2 separate regions of the Siniperca chuatsi genome follow, and region 1 is linked to region 2. The links are chromatin contacts, called in public Hi-C maps. All regions are on one chromosome and are shown on one strand. The core of a region is the stretch at or near the end of the contact, and the rest is flanking DNA. Distances in the headings are between cores, read along the strand shown. Region 1 holds the start of LOC122886333 (gap junction delta-4 protein-like). Region 2 holds the start of pitrm1 (presequence protease, mitochondrial).

Region 1 (6,861 bases), core at 1,348-3,847, 380 kb after region 2:
GATGTTGCTGATTTTGTCTGTCTGCCATTTGGTGCTGGGCTGGTAGCAGCCAGCGGGTACAGTGGGTTTATGAGAGCTTAGTTTCTGAAAACAGCTGGATTGATGAGAGCAGAATTTTGTAAAACTAAAACAATGAGCTAAAAGTTTCTAAAAGGCTATATACATGTGGGTTTGTCACTATTAGCAACACTTTTCACATCATACATAGTCATTTTATTCATTGTTAATAAAAAAATTCATTAGTGCAGCATTTTCTAGCAAATCTTCCTTTATAATACAACAACTCTTTTTATGAATTCATGCTTAAAATAATAGTTAAAGCTAAATATCTGGGCCCTTTTTGTCCAATGACAGTAATAAATGGCCACCCAGTCAATTACACCCATGCCCTCTTGTCTTGAGATTCACTGCTATCAGACTGTTGGCCTGAGTTTGCCCCAGCTGGAGTGTACTGGCCTAGCTTTTTGACAGCCATGGGTGTTGGCAGCCTAGGGTTTGGTGGCGGTCCCCTGTCAGGGCAAGGGCACAGTGGAGGTTTCAAAGTGACAAAGTGAGTTGTTACTGGCGTGCTCATGGCAGTGGGTGACCGAGACATCTCCGCCTTAGCATCTTTGCTTTCTGGCCTCTTATCATTAGTGGATTTGACAGTTTTAATTATGGTTCCACCATTCATCTTTGTATGAAGAGGTTCACCATTTGGCACAACAGCAGCAGCATGTTTTTCATCTTTGAGACCATTCTTTGAGCTTCCACTCAGGCTGATTTTTCTGGTTAAAAGAACATCGCCGTCTTCAGTCATAGTTGTCGTTGTAAACATACTGCTTTGCTCTCCTTTACTCATCTCCTCCATAAAAATCTCCCTTTTCCTCCTCCATCTCACCATCGCCTTCATGGAGCTCACCAGGTCTACCAAACTCAGCAGAATGGACAAGGAGACAACACCCAGCATGAAGTTGAGCATTAAGGTCTTCTCAGTTGGTCTGGAGATGTAGCATTCCACCCCAGATGTGCAGGGAGCTTCGTAACAGAGGAAGCTCTTAGAGATGGACAAACCAAAGAGAAAAAACTGGCCTGCACCAAAAACCACTTCTATAAGGATCCGTAGAACTACCACCAGGAAGTAAGCGCAGTAGAAGCGTGGCACTTGCCATTCACGTGGGAGTTCATGAAGTGGAGCTTTATGCAAGGACAGTTCTCTTGAGGAGCTCGAGTTCTCAAGGGTGAAAGGTGACCCTCCTCGACTCCTGTAGCTGTAGAAACCTCCAGAAGAGGGATGTGACAAGACTTTATGCATGACGTAGGTTGCAAACAGCACATGGGGAAGACAGAGAAGAATAAGGTGGAAGAGCCAGAGACGGAAGACAGATACAGGAGCAAATACGTCAAAACACACATTAGAGCAGCCTGGCTGGATGGTGTTGCAGATAAATCTTTCCTGCTCGTCACTAAATAGGGTGAAGCCAGCCAGCAGGAGGACTAGCAGACGTAAAACCAGCATCAACATCCACCAGGTTTTGCCTGTAATGGAAAAGAGATCATCAAGTAATAATGACTGCTAGATTAAATTAAGATTAAACTTAAATGATCCCAGTTGGGTAATTATAGGTTATATCAAGGAAAAAAATAGGATTTAAATAAAATAATCAAATGTATCAAACATGACATAATGTTAATGATGAAACAGCATAAAAGCAAACAAGATGTACATAAAGAATGATTATTTACAAACACATCAAAATAAAATCTATTACAGACATAAAACATCAAGATCATTCTAAAATTACAAAGGCAAAAACACAAAATTCGAGACAGAGAGGGAGGAGAGAGACGAAATTCACTATACTACGATGTAGGAAGTATATAACTAAAGAAGAAAATCAGATCAAGGACAGAAATCCTACCTGCAGTCAAAATACATTGTTCTTAATGCGCTCTTTAATGCATCGACCTTAATCACTACTTGGATTAAGAATAGAACTTTTTTTTACTGATTTGTTTAATAAGTTCACAGCACTTCACATTTACTGTTTATTTGGCTTAACAGATGTGTAATTGCCATCATATACAAAATAAATACTGACATACTAACACAGCTTAATTGCTAATAGGCAATATTGTTACTGCAAAAGAAAAACGTACCCATAAAGGAGACATTGTGACTGATAGTGATGAAGAGTAGATCTGTTGCGCTCATCATCCTCGTTGTTCAGCACTAACCCTGATCCCGTAGAAAACAAACCTCTGAAGAAAAGCTTCTTTAAAACTGACAGATCCAAATCAGGGGGAAGTTCCTGAGCTGCTGTCCCCTTCAACACTGTTCCACGACCACAGTGCTGACCCTCACAGCTTGCCACTAAATACAGTCACCTCTATTGTTTTCTTACTGCTTCACACTCTCGTCTGCGGAGGCCAGGACCTGTGGGGAGAGCTATTCTTACCAGGCTGCCATCAAAGCATTGTTGGGATGTCGACGTACCAGTTAACGTTACCGGCAGCTGACAATCATATGTAGGAGAGCTTGTAATAGACAATCATAAACTTGGAATTGAGTCAATCTCTAAGTCACATTAAGGCAATAATCATATCACAAGACAATTGATGATTAATATTTTAGTAGACACTGGCATCAATGGCATCTGAATTTGAATGCCAGTGCTGTGAAACAAAATCCTCTTGTCACTGTGAAAAATGTAGAAAATCTGCAAATCACTTAAAAACACAGCATTATTATAGACAAGAGCATTTTCTTTTATTAAAAACATAAATCAACACATCCTTAAATAATTCACAATTAACCTGTCTGTTTTTTTTTTACTTTATACATTGTACAAAGTTAATTTGGAAAATAATTATATTTTAGTGATTTAGTTTTCAGACAAATGAGAAAAACACGTGAAAACCTGATCAGTTATTTGCCAGTAGCAATTAGACTGAAATCAAATGTATAATGGAAATACAAAAGAATGTATTTGTCAGCAGTTTCAACACTTCTAAAGACTTGGCTCAACAGTCAGCGTTTATCTTCATAAAATTAGCGTCATATTGAAAAGTTACAAGTGTGCTGAAATTATTTGAAAAAACATAATGAATGTGGGTTTCAAAGGCAATGAAAGTATACCTTTGTGGTGAATGAACACACCCTTAGTGGCTTATTACTATTCTTTTAATAATCTGGACCATTCTGAATTTTGGGACACACACCATGGCTTTTTTCCATGGACACCTTTTCTTAAGGACAGATCAACAGGACACATTGGTGTTGTTGGTGACACAAAAGAGATAGCAGATCACTGGAAAATCATACTTGTGACAATTGGGGTTACAGCTTTTTTATTTATGATTTTCCAAATGTACTGTAGATGTAATGTATTGTTATGTAGCTCTATAATACTGAATAAATAAAAACAAAGCAGTGCTGTGTGGCCTCCTTGTCAGACCAGTACACCCAACTGTTGGCTGTGATTATTGTTTTGGTTTGAGGCTGAAGTTTGTGTTTTACAGTAACAGTATATTTTGGTGCTAAATATACTGACCCATTGAATCACCACAACCTGAAATGAGTTTTCTGCTATGCTCAAATGTCCAGTAGATGTCAGCAGAGAGGTCTGCTTACTCTACTCAAAGCTTCAATGGGGCTTCTAAAAATTAAACTGCAAACACATCTTGACCAAGTCACGTTGAGATGTAACCAAAATCTGATGAATACTGAATCAGAACCTCGAGAAAACATGCTCTGGTCTATATTGCATGTTATACAGTCTAAAGAAATGTGGTAGTAATTGTTTGATTATGCCCATTATTATGTCCCCAAAACAGGAATGTATCCGTGATATCTGTGGGAATGTTGTCACAATTGTTTATAAATTCTAGCTCCTTCCATCTGCAATTTGTTTGTCACTTGTCATAATTAATGGGATAAGCAAATGAGGAGGATCACAATAAATCAAAAGATGAAATGGACTACCTGAGTATTGAGAGGTACGCTAGAAATACTGTAAACCTTGAATATAAAGATTTCCAAAGGAGAAAATTTGCTGACACTTTTATTATTCTAAGACCTGTCAAAGGAAATAAATAACCGGTAGAAATTCCAGTGCTACGCTACTGTTTTTGAAACTCTGCAGGTGCTATGGGTTCAGACAGCTGCAACTATTCACATAAGTTCACATAATCAAGTAAAATAAATAATATGCTTCATTGTGAAGTTGCAGGGCCATCTCAAAGGCAGGTTATGTCAAATCTTTCAATTTAGCCATACACAGAGTAGTCTGGACAAAACCGGAAAACTGAACAGAGTGCCGACATTAAGACAACTTCACAATGCCGTGTCCTAAGAAGTCTTCACGGTTGTCTTGTCCAGGACTTTTTGGGTTCGTCCAAAGCTAGATTTTTCTCCACAGATGATATAACAACCTGGAACTCCCTTCTCTCTTTCATGAACAGAATAGTTGAGGCACTGTGAAGGCATTAGGTTAAGTTAGAAACCCCCCTGGCATTCACCTCACCTCCAGAAACTACGGACGTGGCTTCACTTTCTTCCCTCCAGTTTGAAGGTGTGAGGTCCAGATGTTGATTTCAGGTTTCACTCTCTGTTCCATGTGTTGGTATTATCTGGGTATCCAAACTGAAGTTTTTGGACCATGCTGGTCTGTTTCCACTAATGTGTGTTTTTAGAGTTTTCTCATCCAGCCAGTGTCTGCAGCCTGATGCCAGTGTTCAGTACATGGCAGATTAATAGTGGTTAGGAGAGGATTGCAGGAACCCATCTGATCCCACACAGATTGTCCATGCTGGCCGAGCGCTTCCTTGCAGCTCTCCGTACGTCCTTGTACTTGTCATCACATAGCCTGGAAATAGCCTGAAGAGAGGACATGGAAAGGGTTTTCATGAAGGAACTGAAATTCTATTTTCAGTATCCACAGTATTTTTCTATGATGCGTAATTATTGAAAGAAGTCACACTCTTTAAAGAAATGTTTTCCCCTGACACCACTGAGCCCTTTTAAAGATATATAAATATCTTTAAAATGATTTTGGCGGCACATATTTGTGTTGGTAGAAACATTTAGCCCCTTTTTGACTAATAGTTTCAGAAAGGAAAGCACCACAGAACGGAAATTCAAGAACTAAATCAGGCACTGAGTCATTTGCATTTGCATTTTTTTTTTTGCATTTACATCACATCTGAAGATCGGCAAAGATTGCTAAACCATTAAAAAACATTTCAGATGAAATTTTCGCACCTAACGAAACAGCAACACAGAGTTATCATGTTTTCTTTGCAGTTTACTCTTGCACATCTGTGATGGTGAGATTGATGTTGCAAAGGGAGACTGAAAACCGTACAAGCACAGCATGCCTGTCTCCAAAGTAGCAATGATCTGCTCAGTGTTCTGTGGTTATTTGTTCTGCTTTAGACTGTAACCATATTGTATCAATTAAAAAATAATGCTTAAAGTTCTGTAGTAAGAAAGAGCAGCATGCATTGCTTTCTACTAGTGTCTTATTTGATACTACCACTGGGGGTGCAGCATACACATACTGGTTTTAAATTTTATTGGCAATTAACTGAATAAGAGGAAAAGGAAAGGAAAAGCAACATAAAGACATAAAGAGAGAGAAAAGGCTGTGTGAATGGACAGCTGAATGGAAGCGTCTCACCTCTAGTTTTTGGGCCTTTTCTCTGCTGAGCGGTTCCAGGGGGAAGCTGAGATTGTTGGACTCTGAAAGCGATCGCAGGTCAAAGTAATACTTGGCGTAGACACTGGACGGCACGTTGATGTTGAACTGCAGCAGCTCCAGAAACTGCCGCTCCAACTCATTCCTGTTAGAGAAGAATGAGCTGGAGGTTCATACATGAAAGATTTAACTGCTGGCTTTCTGGAATAATCATTCCAGAAATTAATTAATCAGTCTTTTTACATGTACAATAGGTAAAATATATACAGAATATCAATACAAGTCCATGCCTTTTATCCAGCTTTTTTCCCCCTGACGATGTGTCTTCATGACCAGTCCTGGTAACTGGAAGGTTTTAATGCAAAGTCAAAGTAATTAACTCACTACCTACCAAAAAATGGCAAAAAACAAAGAAAAGAAGAATGCTCACTCACTATATCAGTGAGTCCCTTTTTGAATCACATTCATGCAGCTGCATACTGCAAGCAGTCTGCTGTTGGCCACTCGAAGGGTCAACAATAGCTGGGCAGGGTGATTTGCATTTCCTTCACACATATTTTAACGTATCCAGGGATTAATACCAGTGACTTGCTGTTTAAAATCCAGTGTTTTTAGTCTTCTGTCCCTATGATGATGAAATTTTGAATGTAAAGCCAAATCTACCAGAAACCTATTTTGAGGGATTCGTCTTCCTCGTCCTTTTTGTCCCAGTTCTGAGCTAATCCCAAACCTAATCCTAATATGATTCTTAATTCTCAACCAAAGTCCTAAACATAAAAGCAATCCCTTTTCCGAACGTGAAATAAACTCACATGTCCTCCACAGTGATATCCTTGAGGATCTGGCAGTAGTCAATGTTCCAGACGGCCTGGTCATCCCAAACCTTGGAGGCCAGCAGGATAGCACCCAGAACGATCCTCTTCCAGTTACCTGGACAGATATCAATCTCTGCATAGGTCAGGAGCCTCTCCAGGTAGACCTGCACAACAACAGGGATAAAGGAGACATCACTGAAAACTGGGCATGAAAGTAAGGCAATGATTTAAAGTGTTGAAAAAAGACAAAAGCTGTGAACACAATAGTTACAAGCCTGGATCCTTTACCATCATGACCCAATAAGTTCTCAAAATGGTGGATGATCTAATCTAACTTACTCATGCTCCACTCAGTGGTGTCAGGAGGT
Region 2 (5,922 bases), core at 1,838-4,337:
GAACAATATGTTGACCTTACAAGCACTGTATAGAACAGATCATTGCTATGCATATGAAATCTTGACTGAGAAAGTGTTGACTTACAAAAGCCCCCTTCATTTCATTGAACACCACTCCTTTAAAAACCAGAGGGGAGTTGGGATCTGTGGGGTTTTCATTCTCCAGCCTCCAGCCCTCCTGCCTGGAAAATCAAGACATACAGAATCAACCTAGGTAATGCTGATTTCACTGCTACAGACCTGCCAAGTGATATTTGCAAATTCTACTGTTTTAGCATACAACTGGACAACACAGTGAATTTATATAAATAAAAAGTGTGCAGCAATAGTCAAAACTTACCAGAAATCCTGCTCTCGTAAACATGGGAAGAAAACTGCATCCAGATAGACCGACAGCAGATTCTGGAAGTCCTTACCATTTTGGGTTGAGAATGGATACATGGTGTAGTCACTGGCTGTTCACAAACAAACCAGGCAAAAAGCTCATCAGTAACCAGCCATCATTTGGAAGTCCTTTTCTTTTCGTTTGAAGCTGACAGTAGCTTTTTATTTAATTAATCAAGTATTCTTGAGTAAGTACTGTAACCACTATAATCAACTGTAGAAGTCCAATTACACTAGCTGGAATATAAATATGTGAATTCATATATTCTGACATGTAAACACTAAACAATCTTTACTGCTGGGATTGTCAAGCAGAGCAAGGGCATTACAATAATGTTGGACAAACGACGACATTAAAACTAAACTAAAAGCCCTAAATTATTTCCATGTACATGCGCTAAACCTGTGAAACTACAACTGACTAGATCCTTAGTCAAGGTAAGACTGATTCATTTCTATTCAGGAAATTCATAATTCATAAACCCACTTTTCCCCAACTTTTTGCTCACAGACTCAGATGTCACTTGGTACTTTGGTCCAAGTTGTTGTTCTGTACCTGTGAAAGCGTTCATGAAGGTGGACAGGGACCTGTTAAGCATCTTGAAGAAAGGGTCTCGGCAGGGATACTTCTCAGATCCACACAGCACCGTGTGCTCCAGGATGTGTGGGACCCCCGTGCTGTCCATGGGGGTCGTTCTGAACTGGACACTGAAATACAGGAACAAGTATAAGAGGCATCCGATATTTTGCTTTATTGTACAAGAACGTGCTGTGACTTGGCTGGAGAAAAAAAAAAAAAAGGTGCTGCTGTTATACAACAAACACATTTCAAAGTCATGCTGGGGCAAAGTGTGATTTCAGAGGGAAAGTTCAAATCTGTTGTCAAACATGAATATAAATAGGTAGTCCAGTCCTCCTGAAACACATTTCGACCAACCTGAAGAGGTTATTGGAATCATCTCTGGCTGCATGGAGGTACTGAGCTCCAGTTTTATCATGGCTCAACTTCACTGCTGTGAGAAACAAGTCAGGGACCGCTACAACCTGGGAAAAAACAGAATTAGCAGCTGAAATGACCATTTGCTTGATAACAGTAGACACTTTTAATAAGAGTCCAGGTCTCGTCTCAGCCACTGAATGAAATCCTGTATCAATGGTGTTACAAGAAGGTCAATGAAATCATGAAACATTCGACCATAAATCAAAATTCTTCTAAAATTCAATCAGAAACTTGTGTTTACTTGTAGAGCATTGTTCCATGCATGCATTTAGAACCAGTGTTCATACATTTATAATCCATAAATTATGCTACTGATTTACCAAATTTGACAGAGTTCTAAATACATGTCTTATCATATTTTCTTTAAGTTAGCTGACTGTTATAATGTACCAATGTCAGCTACAGTAACAAAGATACAACATGAAATGAAATACCTCTCTGACAGTAAAGCCATGGATCTTCTGTCCTGGTTGGTACTGAACTGCCCTCTCTCTTGCTGAAGTGCTCTTCAGCTTCCATGTATGCGGCTGTCCATTGAACCTGGAGGGGGGTTTGTACAAAGAACAAGTCAGCAATCTTTGCACAAACAAATACACATTTTATATCTCAATATTTTAAAGCGTTGAGTATCTTGTATACTGGCTGACACATTCCCATAGTATGGCGCAGCTGGTTCGATCAGAAACAATTGTCCAGCAACGTAAGTATAGATTATAAATGAAAATGATCAGCCTTGCTTGGTCCATTAGTTAATAATGATGCTGAGACTTTAATTAGACATTTGCTCTATTCCAAAATGTATCCTTCTGAAACAAACTGCAGCCACACAACTTCAATAAGGACCTTAGGTTTAAAAAGGTGAAACATAACCACTGTGAGGACAAAAAGAAGTAGTAATGAACAAGCCTTGTGTGGGTATTTGTTTCATCTTTCATTGCAGCTGATGACTTTCCAGAGTGTACATGCATTTCTTTTTGCAGTTACACATGCTAGGCAAATACGTCTAATTGGTGGGTTTAGGTGTGAGACCATATGCAAATATCATTACATTATTAAACACTTTTACATTTCAACAGGCCATTGAATGAAGTAACATAATATGGTGTAGGCTAGTATGAGGCTACTATCAAGACTTAACGAACTTGCAGCTATCTTTTCCTTTACCCCAAACAATAGCTATTGCCCACAGCCTTCTATTAAAAAGACTTGCCAATATAAAACTACAAACAATAAAGTTAGATAACTCCAAAAGGATGCGTCCTCCTCTTTTTTTTTTTTGGTTGCATCAGCTGTTTCATCAGTTTAACTGCTGAGTCACATTTAGACAAAATCAAAGCACCCTTTCATCTACGGTATCACAATACCTAATCGTATCTTCACAGTCCGTGACACCACCGAGTCCACAGCTCACACAACGGCATTTAATTGATTACCAATACGCCCGGCGTGCTGCACCATTAGCTAGCTTACCTTAACGTTTGGTATCGAAGTTTCTGGAACAGCGCCTTCGTTTGCCGAAACATGGTTTTGACAGTTGCTAAATTATTCAAGTGTGTCTACTCCCAATATGTTCTCCTGTAAAATCACAGTTCTAGTCAAACGCTATCAATAACTCCACATGATTTCGGTCGTGCATGTTGGGTCCGTGTCCTCTCACCGCCGTGTGTAGTACGCATGACACGTTGGCTCGGTTGCACACATGAAAATGGCCGTCACACCTGCGCAGATCACAGATCTGAGAGCCATTTTCTGCTCAGTTATACCTATCCGTCAGCATTGAAACTCTACTCACGCGCTGAGCAATGTTTTGACACCCGCGAGCTGAACTTCCACCTGGAAACATGCGTGTTTTTGGTTGGTCGAGCTGGAAAGAAGAGCATACACTAACTTTACCAAACCATGACTGGTACGGGGGAGTTTTTTGAAGGGCAGCAGTATTGTAACACAAATTCAACACTAGCTTACGCTAATATCAGACTTTAACTTTGTTGCAGCTGCAAATGTAATGTTCATTCATTTAAAACTATCTCTGGATATCGTCTTCCATTGTTTCCCTTTAAATGTAATTCAATCTGTCTTCCAGCAGATGTCGCTGTAAGATCATGTTAAACCAAGTAGTGACAGCGTGGTGTTCCCCTCTGGCGTCCCAAAGTAGGAGAAAAGTTGGAAACACATATTATTAAAGTGCAGCTGAGCACCTTTATTGTGAAAAAAAAGTGTATGCAGCCCCCCACATTTATTTCAAACTTATATTCCACCACATTTACATACATATACAGACTTCTTAAGACTGTACTTCAGTGTTGCTAAGCAACTTTTATATTTGCCATGCCAATTTCATTAACTGTAGGGTAAAGCTTGAAAAATGAATAAAGAAAGAGATTTTAGTTGATATTAGTTGGTCAACTTTATTTATCTAATTATTGGTTTTTACTTTTATTGTGACGGCTCGGTGACTTATTTATAATTCATTTTTAATTTTGTCTGCAACAACTAATTGGTGTGCCAAAATACCTTTCTATCATTGACACACTAAGATCTTTTGCACATTAATCTGGGCTGTCTGAAGGCTTAGAAATCTTTCTTCAACCTGTTTCATATTCTTTTCCTTCATTTTCATTTCCCTTAAATTAATGAAGAGCATTAATCATTTGAGTGGCTGCAAAGTTACAAAACCCATGAAAGACAATTTCACCAACGTACATAAGACACATAAAATTTTTATCTTCTTATTTAATACATACACTACACGGCCATGGGCGGATTAATCTGAGGGCCCTGGGACAAAAATGAACAGTATTCCTGTGATAGAATACTACCCCCACTCCAGGTTTATGTGCAGTAATATGATTAAACACACATTCATTTCGAAATATGCACCTGAAATAATGTAGGTCTTAAAACTAAATCTTGACACAGGGACCTCTTCAAAATAGACAGGCAATAAAGTAGGACACACCTTTAGGCCTTTATCATGACAGTTGATATTGTTGTTATTGGTTAGAAGTAATCAAAGTACCACAAACCGATTGCTACGCAGTAAATACGTTTTTAGGGGGGACCCTGGAGATCCTGTGTTTCCTTACATTGCAGCCTGAGATTTTTGCTGTTATTGGAAACTTTGGGGTATCAACAACAAGGATTTAAAATAACATGCACAGAGTTTGAACAAAGCTCAGCTGCATAACGTGTTTTGTAAGGATGGTTCTACTGCTGAGTCCGGCAGGGTGTAAAATTACTATGGAATCAAAGCAATCATCTGAAATCAGAAGATGCTTCTTATAGTTTATGTATATGAACTGTGTCCTTTTTCAGGGGCCACCTCCTTTGCGGTCTGTGTTTCTTTATGTCACAGGAGGTTGACAAGGCTCTTTCAAAAGGCCTGCCAAAAGAAATGCAGCCATTTCCTTCAATATCCAAAATAGGTCACTGGTCTCTGTGAAGCAAGTAGAAGGAATTAATTCAAGATGATGCTAAGGTGAATGCTCTGCAGATAAGGAGATGCAGCTTCAGCCTGTTGGCCTTCCATCCTTCGTAGGCTGTTTAAGTAACAATAGCACGTATATGAGAAACACTGTGTAAATAAAACAGCAAAGAGAATATCATAGAAAAGTTACAAAGGTATGATATAGTCGCTATAAACCTACCACAGACCTCACAATGAGATCCTATGGGATTGGAATGCAAACAGTGCAGTTCGTTCTCATTATAGTAGGGACTCTCAAGCACCACGCAAAACTTATTTAATTCCTGCAAAAAAAATCTCTCTGCTTGTATTGACAGCAACAGACTGCCTTTTCTTCTTTCTTTTTTCGAATATCTTTTGAGGCACCCACGGTCATCCCTTGTGTTCCCACTGACAACATGTGGGAGATTTTCCAGCAGCATGAATAGGAGGCCTTGGTGAGGAGGCAGGAGGGTTTTTGACAGAGCGGGAGTGTCCTCCAACAGGACGTTCCAGTTCCAGTCTGCCACTGCATGTTCATTATCAGCGAAAACCTTGATCACACAAAGCAGGGTGAAACAGACACGCTGCAAAAATATTCATTTGATTACATGAAAGCAAAATGTGGCCATGAAGCGACATCATTTCAGTGTAAATGAACTTGTATCAAAGATTTTTGAAACAGTGGGTTTCAGTGATTTCATAGCATTGCTGCTTGTAAGTAGTTTTCTATTTTCTTTTCGTAATTTCACATGAAGCTATTTTCATTTGCAAACCACATATCTTCAATCTAGAGGAGCTGAAAAGGTATTTTGGCAGCATGCATCTTGCCTTGATGTGCTCCTGTTGAAGCAGGATATTGAGGCAGGACATAATGATGATCAATCAAAAGTATAACCTTATGTGATTTCAAAGAAATAAAAACGGTTTTATTTGCTGGGAGTTTTATTTCCACACATTTGGTAAAGCATGAGCTCACTGCTATTTTCCAGGAAGAGGTGAATTTATTTTCTTGTTGTTTTTTTTTTAAGATAAAAACACGCATACGCACACATTTGGCACTTATTGTTACATAGGATTATACTATAGTGTA

What was found. A called contact is a pair of places that touch in the nucleus more often than the background predicts.
Region 1: a Hi-C map of skeletal muscle shows a contact between it and region 2, with 2.7 times the contacts expected there. The contact joins the promoter of LOC122886333 here to the promoter of pitrm1 in region 2. A contact is called at or near these places in 2 of 3 Hi-C or Micro-C datasets (skeletal muscle and an unstated tissue).

Annotation. Positions count from the first base shown.
Region 1 is chrLG13:4,929,195-4,936,055 of ASM2008510v1, forward strand. It overlaps LOC122886333 (gap junction delta-4 protein-like), which reads right to left and starts at 2,598. Exons shown (of 2, transcript XM_044218355.1): 1 at 2,140-2,598; 2 at 1-1,518. The coding sequence starts at 2,197. The coding sequence ends at 377. It overlaps LOC122886334 (cyclin-Y-like), which reads right to left. Exons shown (of 10, transcript XM_044218357.1): 8 at 6,491-6,657; 9 at 5,661-5,823; 10 at 2,728-4,858. The coding sequence ends at 4,742.
Region 2 is chrLG13:4,552,358-4,558,279 of ASM2008510v1, forward strand. pitrm1 (presequence protease, mitochondrial) reads right to left here and starts at 3,088. Exons shown (of 27, transcript XM_044219068.1): 1 at 2,855-3,088; 2 at 1,819-1,924; 3 at 1,322-1,428; 4 at 941-1,092; 5 at 341-455; 6 at 86-182. The coding sequence starts at 2,907.